Regions from separate parts of the Rattus norvegicus genome. Here region 1 is linked to region 2. Evidence: chromatin contacts called from public Hi-C data. All regions are on one chromosome and are shown on one strand. Each heading gives the region's core, a stretch centred on a gene start, on an enhancer-like site or on the middle of the called end of the contact. The rest is flanking DNA. Distances are from core to core; before and after follow the strand shown.

Region 1 (5,422 bases), core at 2,830-5,329, 60 kb after region 2:
CCCAGATGGTCACACTTCCCTGCTTTTCTTTCTTTTGCGCATGCCTGCATGTGCGCCTCCGGACTCCACCTTCCAATTCCATGGGCTGGGGTTATGGAAGTGTATCACCATACCTGGTCTTAGCCTTTGGGGTTTCTCTCTCTGTTTTGTTCATCTATTTAGTTAATTTACCGTGTATATTGTGTGCATGAATGTAGATGTCAGAGGACAACTTGTGGTAGTCAGATCTCTTTCACACACGGGTCCTGGGAGTATGTCTTAGATCATCAGGCTTGGTGGTGGGTGCCTTTACCCACTGAGCCATCCTGCCAGCCCAGACCTTGGCTGTTATAAAGACAAGGTTTTCCTATGCATCCCAAGGTCATTTTCCATTTGAGATCCTCCTGCCTCAGAATCCCAAGCACAGGAATTATAGACTTGTACCACCATGTCCAGTCCGTATGTGCCTTAAGAGCTTCCTGGGAAAAGCCTTGACATCTCTAAATCTCCATTTACCCATTCATCGAACACAGGAGCTCAACTTAAGGGTTGCAGAGAATTCTTTTCACTATGGCTTGATTTTTTTTTCAGTCTTGAAGGTAGATGGTACCATGTGTTCGTTCTCCTGCTAAACACTGTGAAGAATGAACCCCACGTGTGTTCTAGCCAGCCAGCCAGCCTGGGGAGAACTGGGAGCTTCATCTCACTGGTGATACTTTACCTATAATAGGAACTTACTTAGCTCAGGAAACTTTTTTCTCTTTTTTAAATTTTCATTGATTCTCTGTGAGTTTCACATCAGGCAACACAACCACTCATCTCCTGTCCCTTCATGTCTGCCCTTCACCCTCACAGTGCCCTCCCAAAGAGAAAATAAAGATAAAAAATCAAAAATAAAACATAAAAACCCTCTTGCTGTGGAAGCTGTAGTGTGGCGTGGGGTGTCCCACAGTGTGCTCTTTTGTCCACAGATCTTCATTTGCACATGCTCATTGGAACGAGTCGTTGGTCTGTTTTTGAGGCCTCTGGCCTCTGGCCTCTGCTACACCACCAATACTGGATCCTCGCTGGAACTCCTCTCGAACATCCTGTTGTTGCCTTGTGTCAGGGAGATTCTGTAGCTTTGGATCTGCAGGAACAGCCTTTTATCTGCTCCAGCAGTTCATAGATGAGGTAGACGTTGGGTTGTGCCAATTCAAAGCCCTGTACCTGGGCCTAAGTGATAGCTGAGTTGGTCAGCCCACCAGCTCTCCTGCACCCACACCACCAGATAGCTCAGCAAATCCTGTCAGAATGTGAGAGGGGAGCTAAGACAGTTGATACCCTTTTGTCTGTATGTGGTTATGACAAACATGGTCATGAACGTATCATAGAGAAGGGGAGGGTCATTGCCAAATAAAAGCCTTTCCCTAGAAGGGCTATGGGTGGTATCTAGGTTTAATCCTTTCTTATAGAACCCAGACTCAATATTCATATTTTCAGTATACCCACACATCACTAGAAAAATAAGGTTTGGGTCTAAAAGTTCTTGAGGCCATGGGTCCCATCAGCCACATGCCCTTACCTGCAGGCTGTAGTCAGAATGGCATGTGGGGATGCTCTACGTGGCACTTCTCTGTCCTGTAGTTCCCAGCGCTTCACTGGCCTTTGCCACACTCCGTCTAACTGCCAGCAGCCATTGACAGACAGAACAGAGCAAGGGATGCCCATGGTAGAGCACTCCAGACTTTTGAATGTGGACCCCTCAATTACTTATGAACCCAGATGTTATCTCAGATACTCACCACTACAGGGCAGGCGCCCCTGAATGCTTTCCTTAGGTTCCAACTGTCTTGGGACTGGTTAACCAAGGCAACAGAATGACTAACCTTGGAAAGAAAAAGATGACTTTCTCTCTGGAGAAGTTTGAGAGGTCTCTATATCCAGAGCTGTAGAGAAAGGGTGGTAACCTCTTCCTGATTTAGCATTCAGTGTCCAAGCCAGGATACTTTTACCCTATGTTAAGATATTGGCTGGTTCCAGCATGGGGACAGAAGTTCTCCAGGTCATGCCAAGAAGGGTCCTGTTGGTTGGGAGAGTAAATAGAATCTTCCACAGTGTGATCATTCTCTCTCTCTCTCTCTCTCTCTCTCCTCCCCTCCCTCCTTCCCTCCCCCCTCTCTCTCACACACACACACACCACACACACACACACACACACACACACACACACACACACATATCTTCCTATAGACCTGACCTGGCCTTTAACTTGTGATCCTCCTGCCTCAGCCTCCTTTGTGCTGAAATAACAAGCATCACAATGCCTAGCCTGGGACGGTGATGTCCAGAAGCCCTGACATCTGTCTGTCAGTGAACATCTTCATGACTCATCATTCTCTCTAAAATGAGAGAATTCCTCTGGAAGGGGCCTCAAGGGTAGCCAGAGCGCCCACTGATAGAGCATTCAGTTCAGTCATCACCTTGGGTTACCAAGACAGAGGCAAATAATTTGTGAAAGAATTCCGAAGCATCTGGCAAGTGTGTGTGCCACAGTGTTGAGTCCCCAGCATAGTGTTAGGCATTGCTGGATAAGTAGCTCGAACAGCATGCTAAGCCTGGCCAGATGTGGCAGCAGTCTCTGCCCCTGGAGCTAAGCATACTGATTAAAACTGGATGGTATACCAGCTTTCAAAAATTAGAACAGCAGACTTTTTTCTTCTAGTAAAGATGAAAAAATATATATATATTCCTCTTACTAAAAGGAGTCCTCAAGGAAAAAGAACATTGTGTCCAAGCTGCCAGCTTCTTCACAAGGAAAACGTGGGAGGGACTCTTTCCTCTAAGTCTTCTCATCTAAGGGGGAAGCATGCACATTTGCATGGGTTTGTCACAAATCATTTGTAAAAGAACACTGGCTGGCGTCCCTCACAGCTCTGAAAGCACCTCAGGGTTTGTTCTGGCTGCAGAGAGGTTATCAGAGATGCTAAGAGGGCAGCGGGGGGTATCTCTTACTCTATTCTATTATTATTAATTTTATTTTTGTTTCTCTTTGTATGTGTTCATACACATGGGCCATGGCACACGTGTGTAGGTCAGAGGACAACTTGCAGGAATCAGTTCTCCCCTTTCCCATGTGGGTCCTGGGGCTCAAACTCCCGTCCTGAGGCTTGGCAGCAAGAATCTTTATCCACTGAGCCATCGAGCCGGCTGTGCTCCCACCTCTCGTGGTGGGCTGCCATTGTTTTTATTCTTGCAGTTGTGACATAAATCTAATAAGTGTGCTTGGGGACTGGCTGTGCTTTGTCCAACTGTGGACTCTGAGGTACCCATTCTGTCTCATTAATGCTCCCAGAATTTCATTCAATTGTCCTTAAAGTCACTGACGTGACAAGCATCCATGGTTCTAGTGGTAAATGCTCTTCCTTTCTCTGATGACCTCAGAAGGGAAGTCTGTGGAAGAGGATGTATGCCCCTCCAGGTCCTAGTTCCCTTCATCCAGCTGACTCCGTTGATCCCAGCACCATCTGTCTGTTGATTCTCCAGAGCCCCACAGCCACCTGTGGCCAACTTGACTCTCCTGTATCCCCACCCATAATTCTTTCTTTTTGCTCATACTGGAGGACACACAGGTGGCTGTCCATGCTCAGAACGCTAAGGGCAAATGCACCAGGCAGGTGAGCCCAGAGAAAGAGATGGAGCTTAGCTTCTGGGACCATGAGAAGAAGGGAATCCAGGTTCCTACAGGAATGGACAGTCACTGTTGTGGTAGTTGGACATCAACTTTTGCTTCTCTCGTTATAGCCTTCTGCCTATTGTGTGAGTATCCACCCTCCCCTCCTCCTTCCCAGTCTTCCCCACATTCGGAAAAGCCCTTGATTGACTGATCATAAGCAGGTCTCACCACAATGATCAGGTAAGGGACAAATCAGTCCTAACCAAACCAGAAGGGACTTTTGATGGTTTCCCTGGATCCTAAGAACACCTAGGGTAAGGCCTGCTGCATCTTCTGATGGCCAGAGTGTGAGGCTGGGTCCAGAACACTTTAAGCCTATGCTGTATTGAACATGTCCAAGGCTCAATAGGAAGCTCATTGCCAGAGGCAGGCAGCCAGGAAAAATTCCAGAGCACTGAAGCTTGTCCTGCCTGAACCTTGGCAGGGACCCTCTACTCCCTCTGGACTCTTCGATTACATGAGTCAATCCATTCTGTTGTTTGTTCTCCTTTTGGGTGTTTTCCTGTGAGTTCTTGTGGAAGAAAATGCTGAATGATCTCACTAAAGTGGAATTCTTACGGCTTCTGCTCTGAGACCAAGGCAACCTGAATCCTCAGGACAGAGCAGCAGGCAGAGAGATGGCCGTGCCCTATCTAGAGAATTGACCGTGCACCTCCAGCTCAGCGGCAGTAGGAGGTGGCCTGGGGTGACAATTTCTAAGTGGACAGAGAGGAAGCAGAGCTGGAGAAAGGGAAGCTGAGCAGAGTTCTCATAGCTGGAGGCTCCCTTAATTAATTCACCTGCCTGCTAACTGCATAGTGGAGTCCACTATAGAAATCAGAGAAGCTGCCGCTTTGAAAGATGTGTGGAGGTGGGCAGGGGAGGAGGCGGGTAATTATGCAGGGAAAATCATTCTTGATATTCTTCTCGAAATATGCACACAGCTGAGAGAACAGCCAGAGAGACCAGGAGAGAGAGAGAGAGAGAGAGAGAGAGAGAGAGAGAGAGAGAGAGAGAGAACAGAAAGTGTGCATTTTGCTTCTTAAAGGCATGTAGAGGCAAAGAGAACAGCACCTCACATGACTATCTGACCCCTGAATCCTTTGGGGAAACATCTGAGACTTCATAGGACAAACCTGGTGACATTCTGTGTGTATGCGTGTATGGGGGCAGGGGGGCTCTATATGTGTGTGTGCTCTGTATGTATGTGTCTGTGTGTCTGTGTGTGTCTCTGTGTGTATGTGTGTGTGGTGTGATCTGTGTATGTGTGTGTCTGTTGGGGGGCTATGTGTGGTCTGAGTGTCTATGTATATGTCTGTGTGCAGTGTGTGTGAGTGTATATGTGTATGTGTGTGTGTGTGGGTGGTGTGTGATCTGTGTGTGGCATTTGTGGGGGGGTGTGGTCTGTGTATATATGTGTGGTCTCTGTATGTGTGTGGTCTGTGTGGTGTTTGTGTGTGTATGTGTTTGTGTATGTGTGTGTATGGTGTGGTCTGTGTGTGGTGTTTGTGTGTGTGGTCTGTGTGGTCTGGGGTGGGGGGGGGTGCTGTGTGTAGCATTTGTATGTCTGTTCAATTGTTTCCCACCTCCTATTTTTGTTTCTACCTTACTTTTTGAGGCAGGTGTCTCACTGAATCTAGAGCTGAACCATTCAGCTAGACTACCTGGCCAGCAGGTCCCAGGGATCCTCCTGGTTCTATGTCCCCAGTGAGGACTTGCTTTTTATGTGGACTATGAGTTCTAGAGGAC
Region 2 (4,820 bases), core at 293-2,792:
AACTGCAAAGTAGAGCCCCTGGTCATCCCTGCCCTCGTGGTCACAAGTCCTGGATCTAATAACCATCGATCACATTCTTGGGGCAAGACTGGCAGTGGGATTGGAGGGTGGGGACGGAGACTAGTGTATGGAACAGAACCCAGCACAGCACAACCACCTCCTCCCTCGGGATTTTCCATCCCGGCTCGCGCGGGCCCGCGAGGAGCGAGCACGCTTTGTCTCTCTCCTCTCCTCTCCTAGCACGTTTTCGTGGAAGCTACCCGTGCCGCGCCCGAAGCCCCCCTTCCTCAGCCGCGCCCCTCGCGCAGTCCAGCCCTGCACGCCTGCCAGTGCCACGACCGCCGCTTTGTCCTCCCGTGGATGCCTGGGCAGAGCGCGAAAGCCGGGCACCTGAGAGCAGCCGCTGCACGCCGGGTACCAGATCCCGGCGTCCAGATCTGGAGCGCGCTCGGCATGCAGCGGAGCATCCCTCCAGGATCCGCGAACGCGGAGGACGTCGCCTGGAGCTGCGGGTTGCGGAGAGGGAGACCACTCGGTCCTTTCCCTCAGGTGCCCATCTAGACTCTTAGCCGCGGTGCTGGAGCTCTAATTCCCGGGGTGTGGCGGGGCAAGAGAGATGATCTCCACTCTGTACTGCCTGGGACCTGGATCTAGATGGAGAGGGCCTGGGAAATAAGACCCAGGTAGGGAGGGGTACCTCAGACTCTCACTTCTTCCCACCTCCCACACCCAGGCTATTCAGACCTTAGGTGCGGCTCCATCACAGAAGACCCGAGCATCCATCAGTGCTTGGAGCAGGGTGGGGAGGAGTCCTCCAGCCCCTCACTTTCTCCATTCCTCAAAAACAAATATCCCACAAAGAACCCAACTGTGAGCAAGTGGTAAGGGGAGCGCCTGGGTTTATCTATTTCCTAGGATGCAAAGGAGAGCAAAGGGAAGGGTCTCCCTAACAACTGGAAACCTAGGAGAGTCTAAAAGGAGGGGAGGAGTCTCATCAATCACATCCCAATCCCTGTTTGCAGCCTCTGGGGTGTTGTAAGGAAGATGTTGTAAGGAAGGGTCCGTCTATCCCAGAACAGTCTCTCCATCTTCAACAACCCAAGCAGCCTCGACTTTAGGCGCAGGGAAAAGGAGACTCCAAGCCTTTTCCATGCTCTCCCAGGAGAGACTGGAGAGGGTCTTCCAGCCCTCGTACCTTACACACTTTCACCATACGACAAAACCCAGCCGAGGTTGCTCCGACCTCAGGCACTGGGCCACGAAGAGGCCCGCAGTCAGTCCTCAAGCTCCACGGACAGATGGTGTTAAGTGCGGCGAGGACACGTCCCATCAACTCCCCAGGCCCCCCTTTCCTCAATAAAACAAAAGCGAGTCCTATAGCACCCACCTCAGACGGTGCTCACGAGGGCGCTCGGCGCGGGGCAGCGCACGCGGCGCCTCCCAGCTCCTAGCGACCGGGGCTTCCCAGAGGCTTCTCTCACAGCGGCGAGGGTTGCAGCAGCCGCGGCTCTGGCATCCGGAGCCTCCCTCGGACTCAGCACCTGGAGCGGCGAACAGCTCCGCGCCTCATTCCGCTGACCCCGCCTCCCGCGAGCTGCCCTAGCCAATGGAGACGCAGGATCCGCCCAGAAGGTTGCCCATTGGGAGGTTCCGGTCCCTCCGTTGGGACCTCGTCCCCAGAGACCGCCCGAGTGTTTGCTCTGCCTGATGGAACATGTAGTCTCTTAGGGTTGTGGAGTGGGTTAGTGCTGCGGGCTGACAAGCAAATAGACTACATTTCCCAGAGTGCGTTGAGGAGCACTAGGCGCGGAGGAGGGTGGGAGGACTGTTTCCTTAGCAAACTCGGCCCCTTGGGGGATGGGGGACGGGGAAGTGGGGCGGGCCCTGGGACCCTCAGAAGATCACAAGTGATCTGTGGTCAGCGTCTTGGAAGACGGGTTCGGTTATCTTTTTCTCTGTTTCTACCCGAGGATCCTGGGCCTCAGTTTCCCTGTCTAGGAAGAGAAGTAACGAGACGGCCTCATTGCAGCACTCGGTGGAACCAACCGAGAGCGATCTGCTTTGGTTCTTGTCCACCAGAGATAAAGAAGGATACAGGAGGAGACCTTCACACCTCATTCTGAACTTTTATTTTTTGCCTTAATCCTGACACTGAAGATTTTTTACTTTTGGCCACATTCCTTGAGCTACAGGACCTTTCCTTTTTGTCCCCACATTCTTGCAGCCTCTCCTTCACTACTTTCTGGTAGAGTGAGCTGCTTCTGCTTAAAACCCTTCACGGGCTTCCTGGGGCCTCTGGAATCAAATCCACGTTTCACAGCAAAGCTGGAAAGTCTCTTGAGAATTGGACTCCACTCTCTTTCGCATCGTTCTGAACTTTGGAAACTGGAAAGCCTTGAGTACTGATTTTCTGTCTTCTTCTGATCCCCTCCATCTTGCCTTCCAACTCAACATCCTTAAAGCCCCAGTTTAAATGTTGCCTTGATGTGTGAAGACTTCCTTGACATCTCTTTCTGTGTTTGTCAGCCTGTACTTCCCCTATTTTATTTGCATGTTTACACACCCATCTTCCTCATGAAACTGTAAACTCATAAGGCAGAGGCAAGTCCTGTATTATTCATATTTACAGTTTCGTGTCTACAACATCTGACATACAGGAGGCACCCAACAAATGTTGAGATTTACCTATAGATTGAAAATGAACAGCAGTTTATCTAATTTCAGCATACCCCTTCAAAAATCTTTATTTTCTAAGGTGTTTCTCACTCCTAGAGATATTCACTAGAAGGATGCTACTGGTTGAAAAAAAAATGTTTAAATGCTATTCATACTTTTAGGATTGGTTGGGATTTTGCCTGAATGTCCTCAGGGTCTTTCTACTCCTGTAGTTCTAGAGAAATATATTTGTGCCTGCTATTCCTGTCAATTCCCCCACTAAATGTCATCAGTCCTTCATGTTCCTCTATTTTAACTGTTGGCCCTACTTTCTATGTCTAAATGCCTACCTCCCACTCCCTTTCTGGGAAGATCTTCTCTCACCTGTCAGTCATGAAATAAGATGCTGGCTGTCCTTTAAACCCTCTGCTCAGCATCATAGGACTCCACGGTGATTTCCTGCCTTGCTAGGTAGCATTTTTCCCTCCTGAATCGCCAGTAAAGATTCTGATACTGATTAGATGTCTCATTAATTCCATCCATACTTTGTTTGTCATCACAGAAGTTTAGGGTGTATACAACAAAACCATTGGAAAGAATGTCTTTTTTTTTTTTTTTGGTTCTTTTTTTTTTCCGGAGCTGGGGACCGAACCCAGGGCCTTGTGCTTCCTAGGCAAGCACTCTACCACTGAGCTAAATCCCCAACCCCTGGAAAGAATGTCATAATATGTGTAGTTAAATCACAGTGGGAAAGGAAGTAACTGGAAAGACTACTACTCCAAACAGAACCTGAAAAAAGGAAGCCTGCTATCCCCATGCAGAACAAAGGCTAGGGCAAAAGAATGAATAAAATGTTAAATTCTTCCCTAACAGAACCTCTAATAAGCATCGCAGAGGGGCTTTGATCTTGACTAAATCATGAAGGAGGGCCACTGGAGCTGACTTAATAGACACGGCCTCATTACTAAGGATGAGACAACTGCAAGGAGCACAGGGAAACGGGATGTGTTGAAACTCAGTTTCCAAGTCTATGGACACAGAGAGTCAAAGGCTGTTAGGAGAATAGGACTATGCCATATAGTAGAAATCAACAGAAGGCCATCAAAGAAGGCACCTGGAGCGAGAGGTGAAACCCTTGGATATCAGTTGAGCCCTTCAAAAGTAGTGTAGGATAGGAAATTAGACTAATGACCGAGCATCTACCTTCCATGTACAAGGCCCTTTGTCTAACTCCAGTATTGCCCCTCCCCCAAAAGTTATGCTAATTTTCAGGAAGTGGTACTAAATAGGAAAAAGTTAAGGTTCCTGGATTCTCCCAGAACCCCTAGGGGTGTTTAAATAGAATCTGCAGGAGTCAGGAAGCCAAGTCCTAATCCTGATTTTGTCTCTGATTAGGTGTGTGACCCTGGGCTGGACCTGTTTCTTCAGCTATACAATGCTGTTTACTGGTGTTAGGAAGAAGCTAGTAAGGGTACAGGTGGGGAAATTCAAACCCATTTACTGGCTGGATGACCTTACAGAAACTACCTTCTGGAATTTATAGTTTGCTTATTTGAAAATGTTGCAAGGAATAGATAAAGTTGCCTTATGTAAAGTATTTCACATACATTAAGACTCAACAAATGTTGTTCTACTTTTAGATGTTTTTTTTCTTGTGCTGTCAGATGTCAGTTTGACTGAAGAAACGGGGAGTGATGATACCCAGGGCAATTAGGGTTTGACTCCCTCCCCTCTCTTTGCACTTGCATGACTTCCTCAGGTTATTTAAGCCCTTGCATCTCAATGTTCTCACCAGAGAAGGGGAGGTGATGATATTTCGGAGCGAAGAGGATGACCTGGACAAGTTAAAAGTGCCCAGTGCATGAAAAAAAATGGTCGATAGATCTCCTTTCTCATTTTAGGGACAATTTTAGGGTATAGAACCCCAAAGAAATGGAATTCTAGGTGCCTAGAAGCTGGAGTTGTAGAAGATTCCAGAAGAATGTCATGCTAGTCCCCTCCTTAAAGAGGGAAGCAGAGGGGACTAGAGGCATTGCTCAATGGTTAAGAACACTTGTTGCTCCTGCAGAGGACCCAGTACCACAGTACCAACCTGGTATCTCAAAACTGTCTGAATTCCAGGGAGTCCAACATCCTCTCCTGGCCTCCGTGGGCACCAGGTAAGC

Evidence for each region. A called contact is a pair of places that touch in the nucleus more often than the background predicts.
Region 1: a Hi-C map of liver shows a contact between it and region 2, with 5 times the contacts expected there. The contact joins the enhancer-like site here to the promoter of Smpd3 in region 2. A contact is called at or near these places in 10 of 12 Hi-C or Micro-C datasets (the A7r5 cell line, the Rat2 cell line, Schwann cells and 5 more).

What each region holds. Positions count from the first base shown.
Region 1 is chr19:51,211,617-51,217,038 of GRCr8, forward strand. No RefSeq gene overlaps it. Among named protein-coding and RNA genes, the nearest start is that of Zfp90, 18 kb to the right of the region's middle. Within about 2 kb of position 4,080, at least 11 of the 93 cell types and tissues checked have an H3K27ac peak or open chromatin away from gene starts, as enhancers often do. A contact at or near this core is called in hepatocytes and liver, where this site is marked.
Region 2 is chr19:51,154,068-51,158,887 of GRCr8, forward strand. Smpd3 (sphingomyelin phosphodiesterase 3) reads right to left here and starts at 1,543. Exons shown (of 8, transcript NM_053605.2): 1 at 1,388-1,543.